Regions from separate parts of the Mus musculus genome. Here region 1 is linked to region 2. The links are chromatin contacts, called in public Hi-C maps. All regions are on one chromosome and are shown on one strand. Each heading gives the region's core, a stretch centred on a gene start, on an enhancer-like site or on the middle of the called end of the contact. The rest is flanking DNA. Distances are from core to core; before and after follow the strand shown.

Region 1 (5,536 bases), core at 1,758-4,257, 120 kb after region 2:
ACATACAACTACTGACGAATCACAGAACAAGTCCTTAGATTATCCAAACTGTGGCCTCATAGCTGTCCTTTGGCAGTTGTGACTGAGTAGCCTCTGCCTGTGGCCATCACATCCTGGTGATCTCACAGCTGGAAGCCACACAGTCAAGCATACATCCTCAGAAGAGTACTGTAACAGCAGCTGAAGGGCTCAACAGCCTGGCCTGCCTTTAGGACTACAGGTTCTCTCCCCTCTCCCCTCTCCCCTCTTCTTCCCTCCCCCCTCTCCGCTCTCCCCCCTCTCTCTTCTTCTCCACTCCTCTCCCCTCTCCCCTTTCTCCCTTCTTCTCCCCTCTCCCCTCTTTTCCCCTCCTCTCTCCCTCTCTCCCCTCTCCCCTCTCCCCTCTCCCCTCTCCCCTCTCCCCTCTCCCCTCTCCCCTCTCACCTCTCACCTCTCACCTCTCACCTCTCACCTCTCCCTCTCTCCTCCAAAACTGGCCTTTTTTGTGGAGGTTCTCATTTCTACACTGGGCTTTGTAAAACAAAAAGCTGAAATAGTCACAAACAGAAGAAGGAACAGAACCTCTGAGAAAAACCTAAGAGCGTGAATCTAGGAGAAACAAGCCCACCCCAGGAACATGAATGACACTGGGCATCTTTAAGTCAGTTACTGTACAATAGAAGGTGATCATGTTTTTATAGAATTCTAAGTTCAGCTGCTTCTCCTCACTAAGGTCCACTCATCTCCTTCCCCAGCCTTGGGCCTCTCTGTGTTCTGATCCCTCCTCCAGGTCCTTGCATAGGGTTCTCTTCTCCTCCACCCCACCCCACCTCCACTCAGAAAGGATTAGAGTGGTCCACTGTACTGACTTGGAAATCTCAACAGGCTGAGAAACCTTCAAGTTCTACAGGAAGAAATGGCAAACGGTGTCATTCTCAAGGCCAAACAACCATCAGGCCATATCTCTAGGCCAGGAAGCCCCTGTTGATTCCTAACTTCTGCTCCATCAGCTCTCAATGCCTCCCTGCTGGAGAAGTGACCCAGAGCATACCAATCCTCACTGAACCCCAGGCAGGGTCCCACACAATAGACACAGAACAAGCCAGAGAGCCAACTGGCCACATAATCAGTGAACAAGCACAGCATAAGCCAGACCAGGATGTCTAACCTACCGTTGCAGATCTCAGGGGAACATGGATAGAATAAAAGAAGGTTGCTAGCTTCCATAAAGCTTCCATCTCTCCCTCAGAAGATGAATATGAACAGTATCCCTTAGTGTTGTTAGTAGAATCTGTGACTTTATTATTTAAAAAAAAAAAAAACTATAGGCATTTTAGCAGCTCATTGTAGTTGTCACAGAAACTCCAGAATGCCATCTTTATGCAGCACTTATTGACATGACAAGAGTTATCAGACCCACTGGTAAAGTTAATCTCATACATCATTTAATAGGTAGATCTATCACTATACTTCATTTCTAAATCAGTGACTGTCTCAATAACATTCTCCTTAGCAATCCTGTATTTCTTATTTTTAAATTTAAAAAAATCAAACATCTGCAGATGTCAAAAGGTTCACAAATAAAAAAAATGCTAAGAACTCTTTGGTTAGAATAATATATGAATTTCTATCTGCCAATCCTCGCTGGGCTATTTAATCCCCACAGCTAGGGCCAACTCTGTTTAAATACACTCCACAGAGAAGACAAGAAGTTCAAGAGTTCAATGGTTCACCATGTCGCTCTTATTACAAGTTCTCTTTGGGGCTTGGACTATGAATTTCCTGTAAGTAGATTGTTGCCTGCTCTACAGTTCCTCTGTGACCCAGACCTTACCTTGTTACTGGGCTGTTGCTATAAGAAATGTCTCCTGGAAGTGTTAACAGCCAAGGACTCTTACCCAATATGTTGGGAGGTTTGTTGTGTCGACCTTGTTTATTTCCACAGAAATTTCTGGTGCTGAGTTGCGGCCAAGAGACTATTCAAGAGACATTTCTTGTTGAATTATGAAAGGACAGCAGTCTCTTCCTGGATAAAATTCTAGTCGGAACATGAATTTGCGCATGGGTAGGAACATTGTGCTTCATATGCAGTTACCTTATTTACCTTTTCTGCCCAAGGGTCCCAAACGAGTGGATGGTCAGGGTCTCGTGCACAGTACAAAATCTAATGAATTGGTGTGTCTTCCTCTGAGATATTTGAGTATTATTAGAATACCTAGAGAAAAAGATCAAAACAAGCTGTAAAATTGCTTCTTAACCATTAAATGATAATGTGGTCCTAGATAAGCAAAACTAAAAAATATATATAAACTCTAATATAATGCTTTCTACTTGCAAAGATTTGTCTCTAGAGGAACCCTGGGTTTGGAAAGAATCTTATTATCTCTGTAAAGATCGCCTCCTTCTCAGTAGTATCTTGCTAAACTCTGGAGGTTCCTGGGGGACTGAACAAAGCCAAAAAGAGAAGTTAAGTACATGCTCAGAACAACACTTGTTCAAATCCCAGAGGAAGCAGCTCAGAATTTACTACATGTTCTCTCCCAGCGTCTTGGAAATGACATCATCGTCAGATTAACTTCTTTGAGTTCTGGAGAAATAAATAGGAAGATGTGAATTGGTTTGACTTCCCTTACCTTGAACATTTCATATTTTGCTCCAAGAGACATGACTGCCAAGTTCTTCCCTGTGGATCCAGAGTTCTAGAGGTGCTTGGTCTGGTTTCTTGGCACATGGTGATGAGCCTATAGTGCCGGCTGCTGAGCTTTAAAGAGTCCTGTTCAGTTCCTCCTCCTTCAGTCTCTGTGCCCCTCCAAAACTAAACCGGACAAACAGAAAAGATTTCTTTCCAAATTCACCTTAAGCAATGTGGTGTCAAGTACTGGAGAGATTAAAGTTTCCAGGCAGAACAATTTCCTTGGTCTCTAGCTTCTTACTTGAAAACCAAGATATTTCCCACAGAGGTAGTCTCTGTTCCTTTGTTCATGTGCCAGCCTGGTGAAAATGCTTACAGTGTGCAGTCAAAATGGAGTGAGTCATGGTGTATAGTTAGCTTTTATTGTCACCCTCTTGGTGAGGAATTATCTGGGTTGGCCTGTGGCCTTATCTGTGAGGATTGTCTTAGGTGGGTTGGTTGAGGTGGAAAGACTCACCCTGAAATTGGGTGGAAATTTTGATCTGGACCCTGAACTCTGCATAAAGGAGAAAGCCACCTGAGTATTTGCAAGCATACATTCACTGAACCTTGTTCCCAATGATAGGTGTGATGTAACCAGTTCCTCCAATCTGCAACTCTGACTTCCCTGCTATGATGGTTTTGTGCTGGTTAGTTTTTGTCAACTAGACACTACAGTCACCTGGGAAGAGGGAACCTCATTTGAGGAGTTGCTTCCACCACATTGGCTTATTGGCAAGTCTATGAGGTCTTTTCTTGGTTAACAATTGATGTGGGGGATGCTGCCCCTGGTCAAGTGGTCCAGAGTTGTATAAGAAACAAAGCTGAGCAAGCCATGGAAAGCAAGCCAGTTAGCAGCACTCCTCCATAGTTCCTGCCTCCAGGATCCTGTAAGATAAACAAACCCTTTCATCTCATCTGGTTTTGGTCAGTGAATTATCATAGGAACAGAAAGCAGACTAGGACAGACTGTTGCCAGGACCTGAGCTCTGAAATGAACCCATTCTCCTCTGAGTTTCTTTTCTCAGAGTGTTTTTATCACAGCAAGAGAAATGAAACAAAGGCACATGGTGATGAAGTCACACTTCTGAAGCTTCTGGCCAGCTAGTCTGTCATGCTCAGTAGCAAACAAGGACCAACAGCACCTCATGTGGACCACAGCATGCAGACACCCACACTCACACAGAAATGCACACATACACATACGCATGCAATTGCTAACCTAGGGAGATTTCTTTTAGTCTCCATTGTACATGGCCTATTAGATAAATCAGAGTATATGGACCCAGATATAAGCAATTCTTTATAACTTTTTGGGGGATTAGAACAGATCTCCAAATTTGTGAACCAGACCCGGAAGCCCGTGCGTTCCTCTGATACTTGTCTCATGGACAGTCTGCCTCCTGCAGATATCTTTTCCCTTGTTTGTATAGTCTAGAGTCCAGGATGCCCCAAGATCTAGATAATCTGGTTTCCCACTGAGCCATGTACTTTGATTTGATCCTAAACAATCTACAGGGGACGAGAGATCCTAGGTGGTGATGGAATAGATACTTGAAGCTCAAGGCTTTAGCAGCCATATTCAGCATCTTGTCCTTCCACAAAGTTACTTCACTACTATCTGTATTCCAGCTTCAGGCATACATACAATATCTTTATAAAGGATGGAAATAATCAATCTATTACTAAGAGAGTCCTATCCAAGGACATATAGCCAGTGCCGGGCTATTAAAGAAAGGTGCTCTAAGAAGACAAATCTTGTCTCTGCTGAGCTTTGAAATTACATGAAAGCACTGAATGTTAGTCAGACCTCTTTGCCTTAATCATCAGAAAATAACTTTCAAAGTGTTTCTCAAACATGGAAGATGAAACTCCAACTTGCATAGTGTTGGCAGTGTCTGTGGCTGCTCCGCACAGCGGGGGTGGGGGGAGGTGGGTGCTGGATGGAGGAGACTCGAGCTCTAGTCTCAGTTCACTTTGTCCTTAGGTCACAGATGCTCCCTAGCAGTTTATTACCCATTCAAGATAAGCAAGGTGGCCCTAGAAGCTCCTTTCTGGCCATGTACAGGACATCATCTATTTATCCAAAGCAGCTTCCCTTACACAGGACTCCAAGACAGACAGACACCCAGCTCCTGGGACTTACAGTTAAGTCATGAAAGTCATTTCTAGCAGATAGCTCCAACCACAGCAGAAATTCCCAGGTCAGAAAATCCTCCTGTGTTATGTTACACTTTGAGCCCACTTTGTGTCTGTGAGAAACAAAAACCCAATGGGAAAAGTCTTTTAAACAACAAGTCTTGACTTTTTAAAGTTAAGACTTTCAAAGACCAGCAAAAGATGCTGAAAAGATGTCACCTTTTATTTTGGTCAAATTATTATCTCTGCTCTGACATCATAGTTTTCTGTACTTAAAGTCTGTGTATTATAAATAACTGCATAAATATGTACACAATTAAAATGGAACTCAGATATAAGATTCAACAGTGGATTTTGTTTTTTGGAAAAGATATAATCCTATTGTATCAAATTTATAAGCTATTTAAATCTTGTGCCTCTTCCCACAAAGGATATTTTTAATAGAATCATATTAACTTTATACACTTTCTTTATAAGTTTTGCCTTAAAACATTGTGCCTTGTTTTATTAAATTGTTTTATTAGAATCCAATTCTGGCTTTTATAACAACATTTTATTCTAAACAGACATTTACTTTTAAAAAAATCTTTATAATGCCTGTATTTGCTATATCACTGCTTATCTGTTTATTGAATTTATTGAATACACAACTCTAAACATTAAAAAAATCCTCATGTTTTAAAAAATAATAATCTAAATAGTAACATAAAGCTGCAGGAGGTAATGAGGTGAAAAGCTGATGACAGG
Region 2 (5,955 bases), core at 2,766-5,265:
AAACATTAGCACTAAATTACTGTGCAGGGATTCTCCTTAAACCCTCTGAGTGTGCGTCAATGATGTTCAAACATATTAGGGATACTCTTAAATTAGGGAGGTAGTGAATAGAATCGAAGTGATCTTGACAGAATATGCAAAACAGAGGAACAGTGAGGATTCAATCTGATCTTATATATGGGTTTCAACTCTTCAAGAATCATTTAATTTGTGAGCCCCAGAAACTACCCATGGTGTTGCTTAGAATCCTGAGCGTCCTTTGTCACCCCACGTGGATCTTCTCAGAAATCCTCTCAGGGAGTTCATCTGTGATGAGGAAAAGGGTTTGCAAGATCTTCCATATCATTCTACTTTCCACAAAACCTTGATGGATTCTCAAGATGCCTGAGTGTTGACCATGGTTATATTTAAGCTGTGTTTCACTCTCAGGTAGGAGAAAGAATTCCTGAAACTAGTCTCAGCACATTCCTGACACAGACAGCTAAAAAAAAAAAAGTGTGCAAAATCTTATTTTCAAAATGTAGAATTAGTCTTAAAATATGAACTCTTATAAAAAGAATATATTATTTGAAAGCAAAATATACTGTATATACCTAATATGAGATATAATAAAAGATAAAGTTAGAAAACTGGGGTTCAGATATAAATTCTGTCATTTTCCATTGAAATCAATTTGGACAGTTTATATATCCTGACTCTCAAGTTCTTCATTTGAAAAATACAATGTAAAAATTTAAAACTGTATCTTCACAGAGATTTTATAAGAATTAAAGAGAAAATGAGATTAGTGCCTTAAACTAGCCAAGTCCATATTGCTAAATCTATCAAATAACTATAAGTCTTAATCTCACCCCATCTATTAGTCACTTTCCACACCACTGCCCCCTCCCTCATTCTTCAAATACTTTCTTTACTTGAACTCTTGAATACCACATTCATTGGATTTTTGCATTCCTATTTTAAGTAGAATGTCTTGGTTTTATTTGTTGCTTCCTCTACATCTTTGTAGCATCTTAACATCTGAGTGTTCTCTGGAAGAAAAGAAGCCCAGCATAATAAATTCAAAGCCAAATTTCTCAAGCATACAAAATGGAGAGGGTCGAGGTTGGCCTGCAGATAGAAGAGCTATCTGTCACTTGAGAAAATGACATGCTATTCGTGGATCGTTGCATGTGATGCTCTGAGAGTAGATGGTATAGAATGTGATCGTATAGAAGGGGTTGTCTAGAAGGATACCCACTTCAGTCTGGATGTACCAATGTGTGTCTGTGTACACATCAAGGGATTTGACCTAAGGCAATGAATAAGAGAATGAAGAAAAATCAAACATTCAAACACGCAGAAATATCTGTGAATCAGGCAGATGGACCGGGCACTTTGCTGGAGAAACCACAGCACCCAGGATGCCTGATGTGGTTACACAGACTTGAACAACGAGACTGGGTAATCACATACAGCTAAACAAGACTCTTAATATCCACACATGGGCCACAAGGGAATGCTTGGCCATTACCCTCTGGGTCTGAGGCTAGGATCTCCCATGGTCATGTCAGCAATAACAATATGCATTCACTAAGGACCTTACACACTCAGAGCCTTCTATACATCAACAATGTTATATCTGACACAAATCCACTTAAGGAAGATTTTAATATTGTCAAAATCCAGCCTGGAACCAGCGATTTAATATCAAAGATATATGTTAACCAAAACATTTATGTCAGTTTTGTTTGTTTGATGAATTTGGAGTTAGGGTAGGCTCAGAGACAAAGGGGTCAAGCAACTTAATTTGAGCACCTAAATTTAAGTCTCAAGGGTGTAGGGCAGAAAAAGAAGGATATACCTAATATGTGCTAGATAACAGACACAGTGAAGGTCAATGACCAGTTTAAATCTTTGGGTCCTAACTGAGGTATATTGATTCCTCAAAGTGATGTACTTTTGCTAAGTAGCTTCATAGGCATTAGTAGCCTTGAAGGCCATTAAAGATAGACTTCTTTTTCTCGTTGAGTTTGGACACTACTTTTTCCTGTTTTCCTGGTAAAACTAAAAAGAAAAATAGCACAACCATTTCTAGCATTTCTTTAGTCAGCCTGTCAAATGAAAGGAATACCTTCAACCTTCTGGTCTGCTTTGAAGATTAAAACATTATATATTTTGGTCTCTTCCCATAAAAGTTAATCCATTTGGGCCTGTAAATCACCTGGTTTCTTCCTTCTTTCTTTTCCTCTTCCAGATACTGACCAAAACCTAAGCATTCTTTGACACTTTGTGCTCTCTCACCTTTGCCTCCCCTTCTGCCATACTTGCCAACCTCCATTACTGAACATGTTTGCTTTCTTGGACCATGACTCAAAGGGCATGGCTTTCTATACCACATCTCCCCTTTCTTGACTGCTTCTGAGAGTACAGCCTGCCTACCTTTTCCTCCTCTAAATTTCCCTCTTTCTCTTTTGAGAGAACCCCAATTTCTCTGGTAATATTTTTACCTCATCTTCCAAGAATTCAGCTCTATTAAGTACTAAAACTTCTGTGTAGAATTATCTCGATTTGTAAATTCTGGTATACTTGGAATCCAAGAGAATACTAAATCCAAAGGTTGTAACAGATACTCATCACACACTTACTTTATCCCAAGCATTTGTGTATAAGATTCACACTGGTAATACCATTATAGGGCCATTGTTATGGGCTAATTTTACAAGTAAAAAAAAAAAACAAAAAAACAAAAAAAACAAAAACAAAAACAAAAGAGAGCTTCCAAAGATGGTTGAGTCAACCAAGTGTGGCTATCAAGCAAAGAGACAAATGATCAGGGCAGCCTGAGCCCTTAGCCTCCTGTGCCTGGGCCCAGTGCTCTAGACTCCACCTACCTGCGGGCTGAGGCACAGCTGCAATGCGATCCCTGACAGCTGTGATGATTTGTGTCCCTCATTCAAATATGTATGAACACTGAGAAGGAACAAACACATCATTATGTTAAGTGCATGTCTGCTAAGATGCAATGATTCACCATTTTAGTAGTTTCATTGCCACAAATCATACATTATATAACTATTCTAAGCTGATCAACCCCAAACCTATTACTGTCAGAAAGTTCTTGTGTTTCCTCAGTAAAACACATTTTCCTCATTCACTCAGAGGTTGGATTTAACATCTGTACTTATTGGGGAAAAAGAAAGAAGACAAACAAAACAAAACAAAACAAAACAAAACAAAACAAAATAAAACACCTCTGCAAACTGCCCTTAAATCTCTTAAGAATATAGCCACACAAAAGAGCAGCCCTACAAAGAGGTTCAGGACAGTGCTGGAAAACCACTGACCATGTCTTAGTTAGGGTTTCTACTTTTGTGACAAAACACCACGACAAAAAACAAGTTGGAGAGGAAAGGGTTTGTTTAGCTTACACTTCCATATTGTTGTTCATCATTGAAGGAAGTTGGGACAGAAATTCAAACAGGGCAGGAACCTGGAGGCCAGAACTGATGCAGAGGCCATGGAGTAGTGCTGCTTCCTAGGTTATTCTGCATGGCTTGTTCAGCCTGCTTTCTGATTTAACCCCGGGCCACCAGCCCAGGGGTGGTACCACCTACAGTGAGCTGGACCCTCCCGCATCAATTATCAATCAAGAAAATGCACTAAAGGCCAATCTGATGGAAATACTTTGTCTGTTGACTTTCCCTTTTCCAAAATGACTTTAGCTTGTGTTTATGTTTGCCTCAAGAGAATGTATTTCATCAACAAGAGGATCAGTATTTCTGTCCGCTTCTATTGAAAACTGAAGGGAGGGACAGTGAGCCAGGATTCTTCTTACTCTCCTTCCCACACACTTGCACACCCTCCAGGTTTTCAGTAACCATACTCCAGGATCCCCAGAACTGTAGCAACAATCAATCTGGAATCAAATGGCATGTACAAAGTTCTTCAATCACACGCACTAGCCCACCATGCTGATCACTGTGAGACCAGACCCACTGCTGGGCAGTAGGGGGCACTATGCTCTCAACCCTGTAACCCTGCCAGTAACTATACCCACTGGAAAGAGGAAGTATCAATTGTTCAGTCCTTGGAGTCTTCTTTTCTTCATATAGTCTGGCCTAGTCCACATCTATTGCTGCAACTGCTTCCCCGCTAGGTTTCGTTTTACTTACGTAAACCAAAGCTTTTTAAAAGCCAGCACCCATTATTGAAACTGAGGTAGACTGCTCAGCAAATTCAATATTATTTTAAAACAATAGTATCCAAAACCAGAACTTAGGGAGAAATTCCAGATCTACAGTTTTAATTGGTCAAAAAACCTATCATCCCATGTTATTGCATTAACTCTTCTTGGAAGACAAGAACAAACATCCATTCACACCAGACAGAACATGAACAACAGACCAAACTGGCCATTCCACAAAGTCCAACTTGGTGAGCCAATGATTTCACTGGGCTTACTGATGGAGCATGAGTTATGGGTTACTTACCAAATCATGGGTAATCCTTTACCAACAGCTACATTACCATGAAGTCCCACCCCATCATAGATATGGCAACTAGGCCAAGGTAATCTCTATTTCAAACTAGAGGTGGGATAATTAATTATGTTATGCCAAAAGGAGACAAGTCAGATGCCTTAGCTCTTGATCCATTCCTACACACTCAAGCCAGGAGCAAAGCCCTGAACAAGAGAGCCCACATGAGGGTCTGGGTGACACTAAAATCCATCAGATCATTGCTATCAAGTCTCTTTGTCCTGGGTCTAGGTTGTACTTGCTAAGATGAAGGAAAGTGTTCTTATCAAATGCTAAAAGACTTGTACAGACCGATGGCAACCTAATAACTATATAGTGGCAGCCACTTCATTCTTCTCCTGTTGATGCCAGTCTCCCATAGCTCTTAGAATTGATTTAAATTATGTACATATTTACCATATTCAGGTATTACTAAGACAGTGTTCTTCAAAGGCTTCATTATGACAAGAAGAACTAAAGTTAAGAAAACACTTGGACTTTCCCCTAAGTACATAAAGACATAGACATATTCTCAATGGAAAACTCATCAGTAGACTCTATTTCCTATCAAGAAATTCCAGTTATGGAAACAAAGTTATCTTAGTTTTACTGTTGGGATAACCCTACGGGAAGATCAACAAAGCACCACCGGGGGACCTAACCCAGTCCATGCCGAATTCTTATACTTCCAGAGTGCCACAGATGATTTTTATGTTATTAACCATTTGTTAAAATAATGAATTGTTGAGATGAGACTCTATCTACCCTTTTCTAAGTTACTTTACACTGTGTACTGAATAAGTCAATATACACTTGTGCCTTGCCATGAGAAACTCCATTTTACAAGTGTCATCTGACTCCATTTGTAAGATGAAGGCTGACTCTGTGCCTGGGTGGTCGTATGAGGTGCATCATATGTCCAACTCCATCCATGCAGCAAAGACTGACCAATGACTTTTCCTGAGAGGAGAAAGGGTGCCACCCTATATATTTGTCAGGGTGACTTGGGTCTGTACACATGGGTATATAAAAACGCACCGGGAAAAGCAGGCCCAAGAACAGGTTAGACAGAGCAGACCTAAGAAAGGATGGAGGCTCCTCATGTGAACCCCACAAAGAGGAAGATGCAAGTCACTGTGCTGGTGATGACTCTACTGACCTGTCACATGGTCCAAGGACCCATGGGTAGAGAACTCTTAACTCTTCCAGAAACTTCAGCTCTGCTCAGCCCTTGCCATTGACACTTCTGACTAGTCCCCATATGCTCATCATCTGGTTTATTGGTCTGAACATGCCGCCCATCCATCTCCCTGTTCAGTTGTGTGGGTGCACTTCTGCTCTTCCCTTCATTTCACTCCTACAGCCCAATTCTGTCCTTGCAGCCTAACTCTGAAACCAGCAGCCAACAGTTGCATCAGCTACCCTAGCTCCTTCTGGGACCAGATCAGATTCCTTA

The links. Hi-C and Micro-C count contacts between places; a contact is called where the count stands out from the background.
Region 1: a contact with region 2 is called in a Hi-C map of bone marrow-derived macrophages, with 37 read pairs. The contact joins two enhancer-like sites. A contact is called at or near these places in 1 of 15 datasets of contacts at CTCF or cohesin (the NIH/3T3 cell line), 12 of 484 Hi-C or Micro-C datasets (3T3-L1-derived adipocytes, CD4 T cells, the HL-1 cell line and 5 more) and 3 of 115 datasets of contacts at active chromatin or transcription factors (bone marrow-derived dendritic cells, embryonic fibroblasts and microglia).

The regions. Positions count from the first base shown.
Region 1 is chr2:118,031,749-118,037,284 of GRCm38.p6, forward strand. Gm13986 (predicted gene 13986) reads right to left here. Exons shown (of 10, transcript NR_126479.1): 5 at 4,797-5,536; 6 at 2,613-3,538; 7 at 2,084-2,194. Among named protein-coding and RNA genes, the nearest start is that of Gm25308, 43 kb to the right of the region's middle. Within about 2 kb of position 3,008, at least 15 of the 459 cell types and tissues checked have an H3K27ac peak or open chromatin away from gene starts, as enhancers often do. A contact at or near this core is called in bone marrow-derived macrophages, where this site is marked.
Region 2 is chr2:117,910,041-117,915,995 of GRCm38.p6, forward strand. The region is part of intron 8 of Gm13986 (predicted gene 13986); the gene reads right to left. Among named protein-coding and RNA genes, the nearest start is that of 4930412B13Rik, 91 kb to the left of the region's middle. Within about 2 kb of position 4,016, at least 16 of the 459 cell types and tissues checked have an H3K27ac peak or open chromatin away from gene starts, as enhancers often do. A contact at or near this core is called in bone marrow-derived macrophages, where this site is marked.